Linked DNA regions of Mus musculus: regions 2, 3, 4, 5, 6 and 7 are each linked to region 1. A link is a contact called in public Hi-C, HiChIP or PLAC-seq and promoter capture Hi-C data. All regions are on one chromosome and are shown on one strand. The core of a region is the stretch at or near the end of the contact, and the rest is flanking DNA. Distances in the headings are between cores, read along the strand shown.

Region 1 (2,644 bases), core at 94-2,593:
CTAGTAGAGTATCACAAACATCTAATTGAGGGTGGGAACCTTGCAGATATGAGGAACACTTGGATTCAGATACACTTGAATGCAGGTCTGGTAGCATGTCCGACTTGAGGATGGTACCAAAGGTGCTGAGCTGAGCCTGGGAGAATGGTGTGGGGAAGACGGTATAGGAAGGGCTGCAGTGGGGAGAGGGGACTATAGAAAAGTGGCTTGATTTTGATCTGCTTAGTTTGCGAGGGTTCTCATGCCTTATGAGGTTCAAGGGAGTCATTTGACCTGGAGTCCGAAACAAAGGATCAATAGCACCCAGATGGTATTCACAGCCAGGGTTTTGCCCTCAGCACCATCTTAACTTGTAGCTGTGATCTTTGGGCAACTCAAGTCATACTTATTTGCTCTGATGAAAAAAGACCAGAGAAACACTGTATTTACCCCAAAGCATGAGGATAAAGGGGCTCTGAGTATGAAAATACCTTGTAAACAACCAAGGGCAATTCAGACTGAAACGCAGCAGAGGTTGCGCGGTACTGAGAATGAAGAAAGAGCATCAGTTTGGTGATCCAGGCAATGAGCCCTAATGCACTGTACACAGAGAAATGATTGGTAGCTGTGGAGGTATATACTGCCATCATAATCCTTCTTATTCTACTACAGCCCAGTCTTTACAGGACGTATATGTATATATACGCATATGTATATATACACTGTATTATACATTATACTTTATGCACACTGCTATTATATACACATGTATTACACACACACACACACTCACACAGCTCTCCAAATTTTACAAGACCTTCACATACGAGATCTGTTTGAGTTGCACATCAGTCTTGCAAGGAAGAGAGGATAGTGATATGGGAAGTAACTGATCTGAGAGGACACCTGGTCGGTAGAACATTCTAGTAGCCGGTGAGAGCTATGTAAACATGGAGATCCTCGTTCCAGAGGCCAACCTGAATATGAACAAACCATTCCCACCCAGAACATTCACTGAAAAGAAGGTTATAGGAGGGCCACAGTCACACCCCCTCCAATCCCAACCAGGACAGCAGTCTTCTTGTAACTTCCGGTCCCCAATACCCAATTCTTTTTTTTTTTTTTTTGCTTTTTTCGAGACAGGGTTTCTCTGTGTAGCCTTAGCTGTCCTGGAACTCACTCTGTATACCAGGCTGGCCTCGAACTCAGAAATCCGCCTGCCTCTGCCTCCCAAGTGCTGGGATTAAAGGCGTGCGCCACCACGCCCGGCTTCAATACCCAATTCTTGAAGGTACGGGACCTTTAAACCTATCGCGAGACTGTGATCTGCGCGCTTCTAGTTGCCAGGGCAACAGCGTTCTTTGAGACAGCGGTCTCCTGCTGCCTCTTTCATCTTCACAGAGGAGGCGGTGGCGGGAAAAACCGGTCCCCTTCGAAGGGAAGTGGAGAGAGTCAGTGTCTAGGCGTCCAGCTTTCTTCCCCACCGAGAAGTTGAGGGGCCGCACGCACCACGGGCAGAGGTTGGTAGCCGCTGGCCACGGCAGAGGGCGAGGTGGAGGTGTGGCCTGATGTGCCAGAGGAGGGTGAGAGGGCGGACTCTGTCCCCGAGGGCTGTGGGTGTGGCCTGTTCGCCCAGGCCAGCATGGGGTGGCCACAGGGGCGTGGCTATGTCTGGGAGTCTCAGAAGCTACTGCCCGGGCAGAGGCGTGATCTCTGCTGAAAACTCTTTCTGCATTAGTGCATCCTTACGAGCCTTCTTCCCACTGAGGTCTGGAGCACTAGTCAGTAGCATAGTCCTTAAAAGTGGCACAGGAAAAATGAGACTAGAGAGAGGGTTTGTAAACATTGATCTGGGACTTAGCTTTCCCAATGGAAGAAATGTAAACCAAACGTATAGGTAGATACCTTTGGGCATCCACCAGCCTGGGGACTATGAATAGGCCTTTCAGACAATAAGACAGGGAGCAAACAATCTGGAGACACAACCAGTTTTGCCTCATCACACCGGACGTGTACTATCTACACGAGCTGATCAAAAAATGTAATAAAACGTTGGCGTGTATGAGCAGTTATTTGTTACCATTAGAATCTGGTCACATCTCTACTTCACTGAATAGCATAAAGTAACTGGTATTTTAATTTTGATTCTTTTGGTGCACTGTGTTTCATTAAATGAGGAAATGTATAAAACAAAAATTTCTTTTTGTCCCAGTTTCCCTTTTTATTGTAGACCTCCATAAGACCGGGATATGATTACTAATAACCATGCAACAGAGTCAGAGAGCCATGTCTTGAAATCTTCTCTGCCAAGGAAACTAATCCATGGTTTTTCAGTTTTGCCTCAGGCAAATGTTTAAGGCAAGGGCAGAAAGCAGCCACTTTCTTTGCCAAATACAGGAATGTTCTGTCCTTCTGTCGCCCAGGTGCTAGTATTGTTTTCCCCTGAAATGGCCTGAGGTCCGTAGGCCTCTGCAGTCTGCCTTGCTCTCAGCATTATTGCCTTCTAACCTCCCACCAGGATGCTCTTTAAGCTCTTCATCAGCATCCAACTGCTTTCCTAGTCCAGAGTCTTATAAAAGAACGCCTTCAATTGACTTACAGCTTCAGAGGCTTAGAGTCCATCATGGCGGAGCAAAGGCACGGAAGCAGAAACAGCTGAGAGCCC
Region 2 (2,644 bases), core at 93-2,592, 910 kb after region 1:
CTCAGGAGAAACGTCTTTTCAGGCTCTGTGACAAGAACCTCGGATCTTTTAAACATTTTTTTTCTGTTTCTTTTTGTTTTCTTCCTTTTTTGGGGGGTGGGGGTGGGGGTGTCTTTCATATGTAAGGAACTGAACTATGTAGACCTTCCTCTTGGGCTTGGCTGACCCCTTTGAAGCAAGTGTGTAGTAGATTCTGTTTTCCAAATGTGTAAGCATACATTGGTATGTAATTTTAGACTGCTCTCCACTTCTGGCCCCATTTTATCGGCCTTGTTTTGTTGCTGTTGTTTCTCATACTTATTTTTGTAGGTTGTGTATTCTTGTAAGTGATCCTGAATTCTTTTCTAGGACAACATTGCACATAAACATGAGGAAATGCACGCGTTATAGCAGAAGGAGGTCTTAAAGTCCAGAACGTTGTGGCTGGGAAGATCACGGGATGTGATAGCAATAACGAGGGTGTTATTAGGCCAGTCCAGCAGGGACTTAGAGACGCCAGGCAGAGCTCAGTCTGGGCCACCTCTCTTTTCGGTTTACTGGCTGTGAGAGCCTGGTGTTCTCTAAATCTTACGCAGTGCCCTCTTTGCGTTTGGAGGGGTGGCTTAACGAGGTAACATGTAGGAAACAGCACTGGATCAGCATTAGCTGTTGGTATTACCGTGGCCATGTTCCAGACAAGTAGCAGGTAGGTCTCCCCTCTTGGCCAGGTCTGCTGGCACGCTGACATTGCAAGAAAGCCCCTCCCCTAGCCTTCCACTCCCACTTGGCTCTCTTGGTCTACCACACCCACAAACTCCCAAGCAGCAGCCTCTAACCTGACAGCTCACCTCCACACCCACCGCCTCCTCCGTAGTGCAGTGCACACAGCTAAGTCTTCTCTTTTTTTAAATATGCCAAAGAGAACTAAGTGCGTAGTAGTTTAGGGGGGTTCTGCCTTCCTTGCCCAGACCCGACTGTGTACCCTCACTGATACATACAAGACAGTCCTGCCATCCGGGAAAGGGTCTCAGCAGAGCCCCCACCCCCACCCCCCTAGGGGACTCGTAGCCTTGGGTGGAGGCAACTCTTCGCAAGGCTCTAGCTTTGTCAATTTCGGGGCAACTCACTCTGCACCCCTCGGACCTAACTCTTGGGCTGGGAGAGATGAATGGCAGGCGGGGATGAAGGGAGACGCTAGGGCGGCGCAACTCCTCGGGGCGCTACCAAGTAATGGGGGCAGGATTCGAAGAAGAACTGAGGGCGCCCCACGTTTCCTCCAGCCTGATGATAACATCAACGCCTGTCAGGTGGTTGGTGCGAGAGAGTGTGTGCGCGCGCGGGAGCGAGCGTAGGGAGCGCGCTCGCACAAACTTTGTGCCTGCGGGTGAGCCTGGGTCGGCTCGCCGGGCTCCAAGAGTGGTCGGCTCCGGGCTGCGAGGGCCAGCGGCGGCCGAGGGATGCGCGGCGCCCGGCCGAGCCGATCCCACCGCTCTAGGTGAGACGGCTCCAGGGGCGCAGAGAGCCGCGACCATGGGAACCCTGGGCAAGGCGAGAGAGGCTCCGCGGTGAGTAGCTGCGTCTCCTCGGAGAGCGCTGCACCTCTACTGGGGAAGGATAGCTGAGCGGTGTGCCCTGTGGTCCTCTCCAGTGGGTACCAGGAGGGACTAGACGACCAGGGCGCCTCCCTCGGAGGAGAGTTGCCTACAGGGGTAGACCATGATCGGGGACCTGGGAGCCAGGTCAAGATAGGCGTGATACAGACAACCTCAGAGTCCAGCACACCAGGTCGGGAAGAAAGAGTTGGGGTTGCTGGGGTGGCGAGGCCACAGGTCACCTGGGCAGATCTGGAGTGGTCTGAGCCCAGCCAAACCTTTCACCTACCCAGCGCCCACAACAGTCGACCTCCCTGGATGCTCTCGGTCTGGGCACCCCCCGGGAACTCCCACTCGCACACTTTCCGTGCCCTTGGCACCCGCTGCGGGCGCGGGTCTAGGACAGCGCCACCTTGCGGACTCTCCTGGCCTTTCAGGAGCGACTGGCGGCAATGGCTGCAAGCGGAGGTGGCAGTGCTTGGCTGCCCTTTGAGGAAAAAGAAGTTTCCAAATCAATGGTCTATGAGTCTACACCCCTCCCCTTATACTCTACAGAGATGTTTGGGAGACGGAAGGTGAAGGAAGAATGGCTATGAACAGTCTATCTCTTGGGCAGCAATAAGGAGCCTGGGGTGGGGGTTGGAGGGATGTCAAGAAATTTAGTGTTTGTCCTCAAAACACCAGGACCCCGTAACTGCCTGGACACCACTTAGCCTTTGTTAGGGCCGAGAACGTTGTGTCCTTCACAACGCCATTCACGTGGACTCCGATATGACGGCACCATGCCTGATCTGTAACTATGCCCATTAAAATTCCCTGTTGGGCCATATCATCCCCTGAGTGTTCTCAACCTTACCTTGCGCTACACTATAATGGGTTAGTCCATTGAATTAACTCTGCATTATTGGCGGTGTGGGGCAGGACTGGAAGCTACACTCAGCAGAAATGGCCCTGTGAAAGCTGCCTTTTCTTATAAACAACTATGAGATGTCCCGGCCCTCCTCTGTTTCCTCCTTTGCCCTGTGGATAACTGTGCCTGGAGACTAAGTCCCCCAAATCGGTTCATACTTCGA
Region 3 (2,644 bases), core at 91-2,590, 860 kb before region 1:
ATTAGTGATTACATAGATACATTCTTTTTTTGTTGTCTTGTTTTTGAAAGATTTTATTTTATGTATATGAGTACACTGCAGTTGTACTGATGGCTGTGAGCCACCATGTGGTTGCTGGGATTTGAACTTGGGACCTTCAAAAGAGCAGTCAGTGCTCTTAACCACTGAGCCCTCTCTCTAGCCCCCAATATATTCACTTTGTATTCACTCACGTATACACTTGTATTTTATACATCTTTGTATTTTATACTTCATTTTATTTTTATTTCTTGGAAGTTCCTTTTAGATTTCTTTTTTGTTCATGAGAATTTTGCCTGCATACATGTGTGCGTACCACAAGCATGCCTGGTATCTGAGGTCAGAAGGCGGCACTGGATCCCCTGGAACTGGAGTTATGGTTGGTTGTAAGCCACCATGTGGGTACAGGAGCTGAACTCAGTTCCTTGGGAAGAGCAGCAAGTGCTCTTAACAGCAGAGCCACCTTCCAGCCCCTGTTCTTCACTTTTCCTTTTCTGAGACAGCTCTTCCATTTGTGGCTCAGGATGGTCTTGAAACTGTCATCCTCCTGCCTCTCCCAAGTGCTACGATTATATAGGTGAGTCATCTAGCCAAGATTCTCTTTAGAAATTTGTTTTATTTCTCGGTCTTTGCTACTCTTTTGCTTACGCAATCTTTGAACTCTGGGGCCTTCTACTTCAGTCTCCAGAGAGACCAGCCACTACCCTCATTTTAAAGTAACCAAGAATCTGTTAGCCCTGGCCCTACTACGTAACAGCTGTGAGCACTTTTCTCTGATCTCAGCTTCCTGCGTCCGGACCACAGAAGTGAACCTGAAAGTTTGTAAATCCCAGCATTGGGAGACTAAGGGTAGCAGTTCGAGCCCTGCCCAGCCTAGGTCGTGACCTCGGGTCTCAAAACAAATGCTTGAAGTACAGGTCGGTTTTCTCCACAACGAATTCAGTGGGTCAGTTAGCGTCGGTCGGTTGGTCGCCCTGCTCCGCCTTTCTCCGGTTTCTCAGCGTAGAGGGGACCCACAAAGCTGGCTACGGGAGCACTGGCCTGAGCCGGCTCAAGAAGCCGAGCGGCCATGGAAGGGGTGCGCCGGCGCCGCACACTCACCTGTCCCGCGGCCACGGGCCGCTCGCTCCTCCGGGCAGCCGGCTCTGCACACACCACACTCCCCCCACTTCACCCGGCTCGAACGCGCTTCGTTGCTCCTCTGTCAGGTTTTCTACGAAAAATTTCAGTCTTCCTGGCCACACCTGTGGGAGCGCCTCGGCTTTGCCCAGGCGCGGATCTGCGCACGGCGCGCGACTTTCGGAAATCCCGCCAAATCCTCACGCTCCTATCGCTGCAACGTCATCACGCCTTTCTCCGACCCGCCTCATACCTACTTCCGCTTCTGCTGCGAACCTGACGGACATGCCGGACGGCTTTGAAGCCGAGTGATTTCGTAGGGTCACTCTTCCCTTCCTTTATGATTGTTCTGATCCGGCCTTTCTGGTTACCCGACTGAGGACTACAAGTCTGCAAAGACGATGTGATCAGCCCAGGACTACATAACCCAGAATGCACTGCTGCGGAAGCACCTCTGCAAAACTTCTTGCACAGCGGATGTGGACTTCGGTCAGAAAGGCTTTGGCCAGTTCTGGCAGAGTGTGGATCTTTGGTAGTTGGGATGGTATGCTTTGGAACCAGGTGTTCTCTTGGTCTCTGTGGGCGGCAGAGATGAAGAAGCTGGAATAAAGATAAAACCTGCGAATGGAGCCAGCGATTAGAAAACCAGTGTGGGAATCAGCGAGGTGGAAAAAAAAAACCTTTTAATTGGGCGGGGGTTGGGACCGGTGGATATAATCTAAATATATACATTCATAAAACTACCAAAAACTAAAGCGAAATAACTCACTCTCTAGTGTTTTTTTTCTTCTCTCGCTTTGTAGTGGTTACTCCAGAAAAGTAGGAGCAAAATTGAATAAAGTAAAGGTTTGTGGAGTTTGCCAGGAACTTCGTATGTTTCTTGTTATACATCTAGGTGTTTTCAGACAAGATCTCATACTCCTTGAACTCTTTTTTTTTTTTTTTTTTTTTTTTTTTTGGTTTCGAGACAGGGTTTCTCTGTGTAGCCTTGGCTGTCTGGACTCACTTTGTAGACCAGGCTGGCCTCGAACTCAGAAATCCGCCTGCCTCTGCCTCCCAAGTGCTGGCGTGTGCCACCACCGCCCGGCTCCTTAACTCTATGCCAAGAATGACAATCCTTCTCCCACCTTTGTTTCCTGTACTGCTGGAACATTACTATGTTCTGTGTTGGGGATTGAATCCTGGATTGTATGCATGCCACACAAGCACTTCAACAACGTAGCTGCATGCTTAGCTGAAAATTACTTATATTTAATGAGTACACTGTAGCTGTCTTCAGACATCCAGAGGGCATCAGATTCCATTTACAGATGGTTGTGATTCCATTTACAGATGGTTGTGAGCCACCATGTGGTTACTGGGAACTGGACTCAGTGCTCCTAACTGCTGAGCCATCTCTTCAGCCCTAGGTAATTTTTTTTTTAAGATTTATTTATTATATGTAAGTACCCTGTAGCTGTCTTCAGACACTCCAGAAGAGGGCATCAGATTTCGTTACGGATGGTTG
Region 4 (2,644 bases), core at 98-2,597, 800 kb after region 1:
TCATTTTCAGCCAATTCTTTCTTAGCTATGTTCTTAGTTTATGTGCAGAAATGATAAGGATAAAATATATTTACTTAGTAATTAATACATAAGAATTTTTATTAGGAGTAATGTATGTGTTACAACAGATGGAAGGGACACCCCAAGAGCTAGGAATGAAGCTCAGGGGAGAGTGCTTAGGGACCAGGCACAAAACCCTGAATTTGATATCTCCCATTAAAATAGAAAAAATTTGAAGAAAACACTTTGGATAAAACCTGCAGAGTACTCCATGTACTAAAGGCACAGACATTTCATGACAATATTCCTATTGTCTAGAGCACTGGCCCTCAACCTGTGGGCCATGACCCCTTTGGCAAACCTCTGTCTCCAAAAATATTTACATTAAGATTTATAACAGTTATGAAGTACCAAAGAAAATAATTGTATGGTTGGAGTCACTACGACATGAGTGGATTAAAGGGCCACAGGACTAGGAAAATTGAGACCCACTAGTCTAGGGCTTCTGACCTAGTCTAAGCCAATGACAGCAGAGGAAAGGTAGGTTCACAGCTCAAGAAGAGCTGTCCCCACAGGTACAGCTGCTATAGAACAACACTGGCCCTGGGAGGCCCAACTCCAGTGTAACTGCAGCCTTCTGAAGGAAAGCATAGATGAATGCTTGAACACCACACCCGAGGCCCAGTACTCACTCACAAAATTACAAATATGCAATCCAGTTTGGGTGGAAAATAGATGGAGGTGAAGCTGTTTCTTCATCCTCACTGACGCGGATAACTACAGTGTCTATTTTGCAAGGTTTTGTGAAAATCAAAATGATGCCTTTCAGCACGCTGTAGAGAGCCCGGCCTGACCGTTAGGTCATGAATAGGAGTCATTATTATGTACCAGACATTCAGGCAGCCGCAGAAACTGGGTCCAGCCAAGGCGTTTGCTTCTCCATCTCCAGCACAAATATTTATTCTTTATATGAAAAATTCTTTTCCTGTTTTATATGAAACTTTCTTTCCCCAGTAAACAACTATAAATCTCAAGTACACATCTGGATCTCAGGGAAGCCCAATAGAAATCAGGCAGAGTTGATGAAAAGGTTCTATAGTCTTCCGGAAAGCACTACAGCCTGTGGGGGCCTCCATGGGGACTCGTGCATGCCGTGCGGAGGCTTTCCCTCATCACACCAGGGAGCAAAGGCATCCGGCCATCTCAGTGTCATTTTCAATATTATCTATAATGATGAAAAATTGGGGGAAGAGAGAGAGGGAGGGAGTTCTCTATATGAGGCACAGGAATCCTGTACAGACGCAAGTAGTCATGCAGAACACTTTGTCCTTAGGAAGTCTGCTAGCTCTGTAAACACAGATGGCCATGCTGTTGAGAACGACCTCTCTGAGGGCTTCGCTAGCAAACTGAAAGACACTACGCCCCATCTCATAATTTTCTATGTCACCATGACTATCCATGTGGGTACAACCAATGTCTGTCTTGGAACACTTTCCTTCTGGTGTCTGGAATCCACAAGCTCTTGTTCTCTTCAAACTTGAAAGCTTTTGTCACTTTGACCTTGGGTGTCTTACAACCACACTCAAGCCAACCGAGTTAATTGGCTTAGATGTGCTTAAGACTGGCGCAAAGCCCCTCACTCCCTGCCCAGCATAGCAACACTCTATTTCTAAAAACAGCCTGTGGGAAATTTACAAGGTCATGCTCACATTATTTACATGCAAATGAGAAAAGAAAATATATTCCAAAAGGGCATACTTTAAATACAAATGCTAGAAGACCTTACAAATACATACGAGAGACAGACAGTCTGTTAGCTTCCTCTCAAGATGCCCCAGAAAGGGAGCCAACTGCCTGAGCAGTCACAAAGGGTGTGGACAAACCCCATGATTCATGGCACCAAATATTTTATTTATGTTAATTTTTATAGAAAGAAATGTTTTCCTGACATTTAAATTATTGAATATAAACATGATGTAAAATATATGCATTTCTAAAAGCCCATTTGTATACAGTCACTGTATGTTGGTTTTGGAGCAGGAAGAAAGCCCAGGAATTCTGGGAACAGGAATGCATAGCACATATTTAGTCTGCAAAGCTCAGGCTCGCTGTGAGGCTCAGAGCCCATGACTTCAGGGCAGAATTCAAAGTCAGCACTTCATTATCTTTCAGCCATAGTTAGATGTTAATTTTTACTTTAAGAATTTCATTTGAAAAAAAATGCGATAGTCAATTAATTCTACTGTTTAAAAATGGCCTGTTTTAAGCAGTTATTGGAATTAATCTTTAAAATGCAACTAAAGACATTTGTTAATAATGGGTAAATTCTAAACAGTGTGTAACATTCAGATAAACCAAATTTGATTTATAAAATTAACAGATGTTTTCAACAGCCTGGTAGATCTAAAGGTACATGATCCAGGTTCTCTGAAAAGGGCCTGTCCTGCTGTGTTGAGAGAAAAGTTGGTGTACACCACCATCTTCTGGTCAGGTTCATGTATGAAACAAGAGTGTTCTCTGCACAGCAGGGAAAGCGGAGGGTCTCAGGAGGGACACTTCCAATGTCTTTAAAGTGCACATCAAGTCGGAAGAGACTTCCACATATTAAACCTAAAAAATGAAAGTATGATGTGTACTTTGGGAA
Region 5 (2,644 bases), core at 98-2,597, 710 kb after region 1:
CCCTTTCTTCTGGCCTCAAACACCCTGTGTTGCCATGTTCCATGTTCCACTAAAGCTCTGGTTAGCTGGGATTTCCTATGGAACTGATATACCCTTGCTAGTTCCCCAATGATGCCACCCTCTGGTAAAAATCAAGAGCTGCCAGTGAGGTGCAGGCCCGCTGCTGGGCTCATGTTCCCTCCCAAGCACATACACAAATAGGAAGAGGACTTCCAGGGTATCATTTCGTAGCCAGCAAGTGTCTTGGGTTTCACTTCAGTGGTTAAGGATGTGTCACCCAGGCGCCTTAGCAAGGGGCACTTCCAACCTTCAATTAAAGAGCTGTCATTTGCTCTATATATTAACATCCAGAACAACAAACACACTGTGACATGGTCATTAGAGACAGCCATAATCCATGGCCCGCTGTGTATTGATGTCAAGCCTGCTGCGCTTGACAACTGAAATAATCCCAAAGAAAGCATGCGCTTTCAGAGCCAGCACTCCAGTGAGGATATCCACCCCTGGCTGCCTTCCATCGTCCCACCTCTATCTTGATTCAACCACAGAGTTTTAAATCCTTTATCTTTTTTACAGAAAGACAACCACTTCTCATACTGGGAACTGTACTACAGGTTTTCATTGGTGGGACCTAGTGGGAAATCTTTACTGCAGGCACATAATAAAATTTCACGTTGTTATGATCCTAATCCAAAGGATGTCATGATAGAATGGACCTTAGGACTGACTTGTAAACGCAACCAACTAAACAAGCAAAACAACCTAGAGGTCATGAAGCACATGGGAAATGGAGAAAAAAACTCTAGATAGACAGAAAGGCTAATGGAAAGTCTCTCCACCTCTCTGTGGAAAGTGAGCAGTTTTCTTTCCACTGAAGAGCCTGTGTTGGTCACATCCTGTCCATACATCACAGATGCAAGTCCCACGGATGCAGCCACCTGAGAGCAGGGGAGAAGATGCATATTATATGCACTGATAAATCACTTAGGAGGCATGATCCTGCACCATCCAAGGAATACAAGGATCTAAATGTTAACTAGGGAAGCAAGAAAAAGAAGTAAACCTCAGCGGCCCAGAGTACTCCGGGGCCCAGAAAACAAAAGCAAAACAAACAAAACTCATGAATGGGTTAAAAAGCAGAGCTTATCTCTTAATGGTGCTGCAGCAACTGTCCAGTGGGCCACTGCGGGGATCTCAATGGGAAGTATCCCTGAGAGGGAATCTGTTGTTGGTACATAATATACAGCATCCTTCCTGGTTATTACTTGATAGGCATGGGCTACCCTCATGCATCCTCATCCAGAGGCTGCCTCCGGGCTGAGTCACAAGGCTCTGGCCTGTTGGCCTGTTGCATGTCAGCAGAGCCAGCTCCCTTGAATGACTCACAGGGACACTTGATGGTCCTAGCATCCTGCAGCAGCAGTCTTCCTCAGAAGGAAGCTAGAGAACACACAGGCTCGCCGACCTCTAAATATGTGTGCATCTTTAGAGGAGTCACTGTTCTTTTACATTATTCTGCCTCTGTTTTTACTAATAAGGTGTTATTTTTATGTGTGTGAGAATATATGTGCTTGTTTAGGTGGGGGTGCACACGTGTTGGTGGGTGCACATGAATGTGTGTGCAATACTTACTGAACTTAGGAGACAGTCTTTAAGAAACAACATCCTTAGGACATCCTTAACAATTCCTATCCCCCTTTTTTTTTGACAGCATCTCTCATTGGCACACACACACACACACACACACACACGGGGGGGGGGGGGGAAGAGAGAGAGAGAGAGAGAGAGAGAGAGAGAGAGATCCAATAAGGTCTTCAAAGTAACTCTGAAAGAATTGCATTCCCATTCTTTTCTCTGAACACAGACACAGAAGATGTTCTTCAAATGGCTATGTTCTGCAAATGCAAATACCCTGTTGGGAAGGTTGTATTTACAAACAGCCAAACACACTGTCTTGTTTTATTCCAATGAGCTCCAATGAACAGAGGAGATGAATATGTGAGGCAAATTGATAGAGACTTTCAGGTTTTCTGGAGAACTTAATAGATTTTTACAGACCTAGCATGGGTCTCTAATATCCTCAAGAAATCGCAGCCCTTTTCAAACTTTTCTTTCTCCTTTGTCGTGATCAGAATTTTCTATGTATTGTCGCCACCTGCTGGGAAATCGTAGGATCGGCTTCTGGTGGCATGTAAGGAGGACACCTAGCCAGCACAGGGAGGTGTGAGAGATGAGATTGTCAAATTCATGCATGGCTTTCATTCCAGAAGGAGTCACTCACCTGGCCTTGGCACTCAGGAGTCTGAGCTTTAATAGTCTTCTGGATTCAGAGCTAAAGTCTACATTCCCGCTGGTAAATCATCTGAGTGTTGAATCACCTCCTCTCTGAAATATTTTCCTTCTGTGTGATCTCAGTGATACTTCTGTTTAGGCTAATTTTCTACTGATGTGTTTTGATCAGGAATGGAAACTAACTACTTCCAGTACTCTGGGGGAAAGCCCTCTGCATGTTTGCAGACTGGTTCACAAGTGTGCCTAGTTTCTCTACAAATGTCTTCAGTTTTGTTTTTCTTTTTCTTTAAATTGACTTTGGCCCATTTTCAAAAAGGTACTCTCCATTTCTATATATCATTCCTAAATACTT
Region 6 (2,644 bases), core at 48-2,547, 670 kb before region 1:
CTGGCCTACTGTCATTGGTGACAGGCTTCCTTGGTGACATTGGGCAGTGGGTAAGCAAAGAGGGAGAAGTCCAGGATATACTTAGGTAGCACATCTTGAAGCAGGGCCCGTGGAACATTGCACAAGTGGTAATGCAGACTTTCTGGGCTGGCTGGCCGGTACCAGGCCTGGCGAGCTGGGAACCGGACATGGGGTGGGGCCCGCACCCACTCCAGCACCTGGTTGGCATCAGCCTCCAGCCTCTCATAGGAACCCACGAAGTCGTAGTGCACAGCACATGGTTGGCACAGGTGGTACACAGGCATCCAATGCTCATTCATATGTTCAGGATCCTCATCCACCAGGTATCTCAGGAACTCTGGGAAGGTGACATCGTCCCCTGCAGGGCTGGGGCCAGCTCCAGCCCTGTAGCGCCTGACAATTTCGGCCCCATATCGCTGCTGGTACTCTCGGATCTCTCCAAACTTGTTACGGTAAGCAGACAGGAGGCGTTCCAAGGGGTCTCGCACAAACAGGAACTTGAAGTAGTGCTGCAGACGGTAGCGAATCTCCTCAGGCCGCAGGTCTGCCAGAAACACCAAGTCACTGCGGTGGTCCATCTTGAGGCGGACATCCACGTTGTTCAGGATGCCAGCCAGCACCTTCAGCACACGTTTCCAGTTAGAGCAGGCCACTTTGGGGACATAGCAGTAGAGGAAGCGGTAGCGGTCACTTACGAGAATGTGGCGCAGCAGGGTGCGCCGCTGTCCCACCGGCAAGTCCCAGGGGTCCCGGGGCATGCCTGGTTGTCCGCACACGGCCCTCAAGGTCCGGTTTCGGATGTCCTCCCTCACTTGCAAGTCCGAGTCCCCAGCATCCAAGGATAGGCCTCTAGGCTTAGGATCTGTCCCGCTCCAGGCCGCGCCTTTGTGGCTGGGAGGGTGCAGGGGAAGGGGTTTCATCTCCGATAGGATGCCTCGCTCGATCATGAGCAGCAGTCCGCTGGAGGCCACGATTACAGCGAACATCAGCATGGACGGCAGCAGCAGGGGCGGCCCCCCGAGCCCAGCCCGGGCCCGGCCCAATGGGGCCCGCCTTGGCGTGCGGCCCAGGGTCTCCGCGCTTTTCGGGGCAGCCAGTGGGGTCAGAGGGCGGGGAAACATGGTGCTGCGGCCAGACCTCGCCGACCTCGAGGCTGCAGGGGAGGTGACTGCAGCAGGGGCTGGAGGTCTCGGGAGGGGAGGGATAGTGGGTGGCCAGCTCCCGGGGTGCAGGCAGGGACCAGGGCCGGATGTCCCGCCCGGCCGCTCTTCTCTCCCCGCCCCTCCCTGATACAGGCGCGAGGGCGGGCCCACGTTGTGGGGCGGGGAGAGGGGCGGGTGCCCGAGTCCTAGGAGCTAGTTGCGGGAGGCCGCAGGCGGACCCTAGCCCGGGAGAGAACTCATGAGCCTGGGCCACTCCAGACAAAATGAGACCTGGAAAGCAGGAGCTACTGAGATCCCGTGTCTCTTTAACACGTGTCCTCTTGGTGCTCCATTTAAGATTTGCACCCTCCATCCTGCTTTAAACTGCTCTGGAACCGCTGTCCCTCCAGCTGTGACCTGAATGCAGGACAACCCACCACTCAGTCGGTCTAGACATAAAGGAGATCTGTCCTGACCGGAAGCATGGTCCTTAGCCGCTTGTACCAGTCCCAGCCCAGGGCAGGGCCACTCTGTCAAGCTCTGGCTAATGTCTCCATGGTGACATTTTGCTTTAGTAATTCCTAGGGACTAGTGCTTATCTACTGAGCAATGCTGATCTGTCTGTAAAAGGAATCTCCCCTGCCAAGTCTGAAGCAGTAGGCTAACTGGGACACTCTGGTCGGAGGCTATGGACAAGTACCTCGGGACCACGTATGGCCAATATATACTTCAGGACAACCTACAAGTACAACGCAGCAACCACAGAAAGGCCTCTTTGCTTGGAGCCAAGATGTACCCAGTGGCAACAGATTGGTCAGAGTACTTTGAACAGCAGCATACAACTAGTCCCTAAGCACTACAGCTTGACTTCGTGTGGGGCCCCAACAAGGCTTAAGACAACAGAACTGGGGAACAAATCACGTTTTTTTGTTGTTGTTGTTGTTGTTTGTTTTTAACTATTTCCTATAGTCATCAGCCACTTGACAGTAGATTCTGTGGCTGTTCACATTGTATGGACTCTGGGGTAGCTGTGACTGAAGGTTTTGTTGTTGTTGTTGTTTAGGTATGGGTTTCACTGGCTAGCCAAGGCTGACTTTCAGACCCAATTCCTAGTCATGACAGCACATTAGATGGGAGGACGAAGAATTGACTTTGGTACAGGTTATGCCCAGAGGATGATGAAAGGACTGGGTGGGAATGGTGAGACTATGAAGCTGATTAGGCAGATGAGGGGGTCTGAGGGATAAAGTGACGTGTGTGTGTGTGTGTGTGTGTGTGTGTGTGTTGTTGTTGTTCAGAGAGCCACACAGAAAACATGGGGTAAATGTCTGAACTGGGAGGTTCAGTGGCTTTAAAGTTGGATGCTGGGTGCATCTCAGGCCACTTCTGACCCTTCACTACACTGCTGTCCCTTTCTAGGCAGTGTATAGATTTCTGGTGGTGGGATTGCCTGCTCCATTTGTCTGTAAAGTGACACCTCT
Region 7 (2,644 bases), core at 81-2,580, 620 kb after region 1:
TGGAGTCAAATGCTTGAGAGCCTTTGGGAGTGAAGCAGCCTGACACTATAATGTGTCTTTGTCCCATAGAATCCTTGGATCTATACAATCTGAAGACTGCACTATATCATAGATTAGAGAATTTGGGTAATAAAATATGTTAATATCTTCAAGAGAAACAAAAGAACAAAGATGAGAGGTGGTTTACAACACCTAATCACAAAATACCTTATTATAAAGTTACTCATTTCATGAATGCAAGGTACACACACACACACACACACACACACGTATATGTATATATTGAAAGCGAGAAAGAGACAGAGAGAGAGAGAGAAGATGAATTTATGAATGAATTTAAGAAAGTGAGGCAAAAATCTAGAAATAGAACTACACACATATAGTGACTATGTATTAAATAAAAAGCACCAAAATGATTCTTCAAATCAATCAGTATCAAAAGGGAAGTCTATTTGAGAGTGATTTTGACACCTTGATGTCTATGTTTCTATCATGAACTTCCACTTTTATTTCATAGAACAGTCAAGATAGATCATATGAATAGATAGATAGATCATAAGCATAGATATAAACACCAGACTTCTAGAAAAACACAAGAGTCAATCTCTGCCATTCTTGAAGTAGGCAAAGTATCCATAGCTTGGATAGAAAATCTGTTTATAAATGGGAAAAAAGATGAAATCCCTCAAAATTTAAAATATCTGTTAACAAAGCTCTATTTATTATTAAGAAAACTAGTTGTAAGCCAGGATCCGGGAGAACATATGTATAAGGCATGCCTCTGAAATGATCTCTACTAGGTAGTATAAAGAGTTACTATACCACTTTATACATATGTGTATTCTCCAATATATATTAATATCCAATATTATATAAATATATTTTCCAAACCTTTGGTGGGACAGTTCACAAAGAAAGATACCAGAGGTCCCTGAACCACAAGAAGAAGTTACTAAAATGATTATTAGGAAAATCAACTTAAAACTAAAATGTCACTTCATATACTAGAGGTCCAATCTCTGATAACAATGCTGAATCACTGCATGCCTCATCCGGCATCCGTGTGTAAAGTGTCACCCCCTGCACTGGAAAGCTGGACATGTGTGTAAACACAGAGATTCTATGAAACATCAGCTGCACCCTGAAAAGCAGTGACTGCCGATGTCCACTAAAATAGTTTTTACAAATTCTTGTATTCCTGTTATGCATTGTGCTAAAACTGGAAATCATCCAGGTGTCTATTGAGAAGGAAATGCACCGAGTGCACAGACTTGGGAATATTTATACAATGGAACAATAAATATTGACTCATGATGTGTGTAATACAAAGGACACATTTCAGAAGCATGTTGTGGCCAGATGGAGCCAGTCACAGGTGATGCTGCATAAGTCTGTGTATGTAAACCCTGCAGCAAATAAAATGTGCTGTTAGAAAACAGAGTGCTGGCCAGGATTATGGAGTTAAAACATGGTTTTACTAGAAAGGGGCATGAAGAATCTTGCTGGTATAGAAGTATTTCACATCTTGATTCATTTTAAGGGTTACTCAGATGTGTGTATTTATCAGAACTCTCCAAATACATGTGGATTTCACTACACAGGTGTTACATGTGAGTCAAAGGGAAAAACAATTTACATGAACGTGCACACATATGCACACACACACATACTCTTATTCTTCTTTCCCGTAATGCATTCGAGAAATACTATAAATATCTAGAAATCAGCACTTAGATCATATCTTACTCAAATAGTAACCATTTGCAAATGAACATTTGAAAGAATGACTTTCATCTGTGTGCATAGACCTATCTCTCTCTCTCTCTCTCTCTCTCTCTCTCTCTCTCTCTCTCTCTCTCTCTCTCTCTCTCCCTCTCTCTCCACATGTGTGCGTGCACACATGCACATGTGTATGAGACTGGTCTGGGACCAGAAGAGGGCATCAGATCCCCTGGAGCTGGAGTCACAGGCAGTTTCAAGGCACCTGACATGGAGCTGGGAAACAAACGTGGATTCTCTGTAAGACTTCGGTCTTAACTACTGAGCCTTATCTCCAGTCCCTGCACGCATATTTTAAAATAATGTATAAGAAGCTACTAATAGTATATGCTCCTCTGAAAGTCATGCTGATAAGAGTGAGGTGGTTTGATAGCAACCATTTAATTTACAAAGAAAAGAGCATCAAGCACTCTTAACATATTCCTTACAGTTCTGAGTACATTTTACACACATCTGAGACACACACAAACTTCTTTCATATTTTTAAATTTCCAAATCTTAGACAATTTTGAATTAAACTGCCTGGCAATGGGAAGAAACCCATTTATCTTTGTTGAATAAATTGTTGTTGTTGTTTTTTTTTAATTTCAATCTGTTGCAGTTTTCACAACTTTAGGAACTCATTAGCTTATTCAGAGTGTGCCAAAGGCTGGTCTAAAATTTTCACAGCATGGGCAAATGGTAAAATCAGCTCTCATCCATAGAGACCATTCTGCTGACCTTCTCAATAGCTGTGCAGAGAAAGATGGCACTTCACCTCCGAACGAATGCAGCCGAGCCAGGGAGATGAGCTCATTTGTCAAGGTTTGTTATCAATTAGCAAGTTTAGAATTGGGAGCCTTCCATAAAATTTTCTCTTTCTCCC

The links. Promoter capture Hi-C pulls out the DNA fragments that hold promoters and counts their contacts. Hi-C and Micro-C count contacts between places; a contact is called where the count stands out from the background. HiChIP or PLAC-seq counts read pairs in DNA pulled down with a chosen protein or histone mark.
Region 2: a promoter capture Hi-C map of embryonic stem cells shows a contact between it and region 1, with 3 times the contacts expected there. The contact joins the promoter of Rasgrp1 here to the promoter of Fsip1 in region 1. A contact is called at or near these places in 3 of 39 promoter capture datasets (cranial neural crest and embryonic stem cells), 1 of 484 Hi-C or Micro-C datasets (pre-hematopoietic stem cells), 4 of 115 datasets of contacts at active chromatin or transcription factors (embryonic stem cells, large pre-B cells, microglia and 1 more) and 1 of 9 other capture datasets (embryonic stem cells).
Region 3: an H3K27ac HiChIP or PLAC-seq map of large pre-B cells shows a contact between it and region 1, with 2.7 times the contacts expected there. The contact joins the promoter of Rad51 here to the promoter of Fsip1 in region 1. A contact is called at or near these places in 2 of 115 datasets of contacts at active chromatin or transcription factors (large pre-B cells and pro-B cells).
Region 4: a contact with region 1 is called in a Hi-C map of granulosa cells, with 4 times the contacts expected there. The contact joins the enhancer-like site here to the promoter of Fsip1 in region 1. A contact is called at or near these places in 7 of 39 promoter capture datasets (the 3T3-L1 cell line, embryonic stem cells, frontonasal cranial neural crest and 3 more), 3 of 15 datasets of contacts at CTCF or cohesin (the NIH/3T3 cell line, large pre-B cells and pro-B cells), 74 of 484 Hi-C or Micro-C datasets (the 3T3-L1 cell line, 3T3-L1-derived adipocytes, the AML12 cell line and 42 more), 7 of 115 datasets of contacts at active chromatin or transcription factors (astrocytes, bone marrow-derived dendritic cells, embryonic forebrain and 4 more) and 2 of 9 other capture datasets (adipose tissue and embryonic stem cells).
Region 5: a contact with region 1 is called in a Hi-C map of uterus, with 7 times the contacts expected there. The contact joins the enhancer-like site here to the promoter of Fsip1 in region 1. A contact is called at or near these places in 14 of 39 promoter capture datasets (the 3T3-L1 cell line, 3T3-L1-derived adipocytes, cranial neural crest and 8 more), 5 of 15 datasets of contacts at CTCF or cohesin (the NIH/3T3 cell line, large pre-B cells, pro-B cells and 1 more), 149 of 484 Hi-C or Micro-C datasets (the 3T3-L1 cell line, the 63-12 cell line, the AML12 cell line and 84 more), 17 of 115 datasets of contacts at active chromatin or transcription factors (the NIH/3T3 cell line, astrocytes, bone marrow-derived dendritic cells and 12 more) and 3 of 9 other capture datasets (adipose tissue, embryonic stem cells and liver).
Region 6: a contact with region 1 is called in a promoter capture Hi-C map of embryonic stem cells, with 4 times the contacts expected there. The contact joins the promoter of Chst14 here to the promoter of Fsip1 in region 1. A contact is called at or near these places in 2 of 39 promoter capture datasets (embryonic stem cells and pre-B cells).
Region 7: a contact with region 1 is called in a FOXA1 HiChIP or PLAC-seq map of pancreatic cancer cells. The contact joins the enhancer-like site here to the promoter of Fsip1 in region 1. A contact is called at or near these places in 1 of 39 promoter capture datasets (embryonic stem cells), 3 of 484 Hi-C or Micro-C datasets (cerebral cortex, myocytes and nephron progenitors), 2 of 115 datasets of contacts at active chromatin or transcription factors (large pre-B cells and pancreatic cancer cells) and 2 of 9 other capture datasets (adipose tissue and liver).

What each region holds. Positions count from the first base shown.
Region 1 is chr2:118,255,655-118,258,298 of GRCm38.p6, reverse strand. It overlaps Fsip1 (fibrous sheath-interacting protein 1), which reads left to right and starts at 1,343. Exons shown (of 12, transcript NM_001374672.1): 1 at 1,343-1,499.
Region 2 is chr2:117,341,575-117,344,218 of GRCm38.p6, reverse strand. Rasgrp1 (RAS guanyl releasing protein 1) reads left to right here and starts at 1,342. Exons shown (of 17, transcript NM_011246.3): 1 at 1,342-1,544. The coding sequence starts at 1,510.
Region 3 is chr2:119,111,510-119,114,153 of GRCm38.p6, reverse strand. It overlaps Rad51 (RAD51 recombinase), which reads right to left and starts at 1,340. Exons shown (of 10, transcript NM_011234.5): 1 at 1,120-1,340.
Region 4 is chr2:117,455,049-117,457,692 of GRCm38.p6, reverse strand. No RefSeq gene overlaps it. Among named protein-coding and RNA genes, the nearest start is that of Gm32137, 16 kb to the right of the region's middle. Within about 2 kb of position 1,347, at least 14 of the 459 cell types and tissues checked have an H3K27ac peak or open chromatin away from gene starts, as enhancers often do. A contact at or near this core is called in embryonic fibroblasts, granulosa cells and tail fibroblasts, where this site is marked.
Region 5 is chr2:117,541,199-117,543,842 of GRCm38.p6, reverse strand. No RefSeq gene overlaps it. Among named protein-coding and RNA genes, the nearest start is that of Gm32137, 100 kb to the right of the region's middle. Within about 2 kb of position 1,347, at least 38 of the 459 cell types and tissues checked have an H3K27ac peak or open chromatin away from gene starts, as enhancers often do. A contact at or near this core is called in the C2C12 cell line, the HL-1 cell line, the NIH/3T3 cell line and 5 more, where this site is marked.
Region 6 is chr2:118,925,150-118,927,793 of GRCm38.p6, reverse strand. Chst14 (carbohydrate sulfotransferase 14) reads right to left here and starts at 1,297. Exons shown (of 1, transcript NM_028117.3): 1 at 1-1,297. The coding sequence starts at 1,142. The coding sequence ends at 12.
Region 7 is chr2:117,636,242-117,638,885 of GRCm38.p6, reverse strand. No RefSeq gene overlaps it. Among named protein-coding and RNA genes, the nearest start is that of Gm32210, 67 kb to the left of the region's middle. Within about 2 kb of position 1,330, at least 7 of the 459 cell types and tissues checked have an H3K27ac peak or open chromatin away from gene starts, as enhancers often do. A contact at or near this core is called in pancreatic cancer cells, where this site is marked.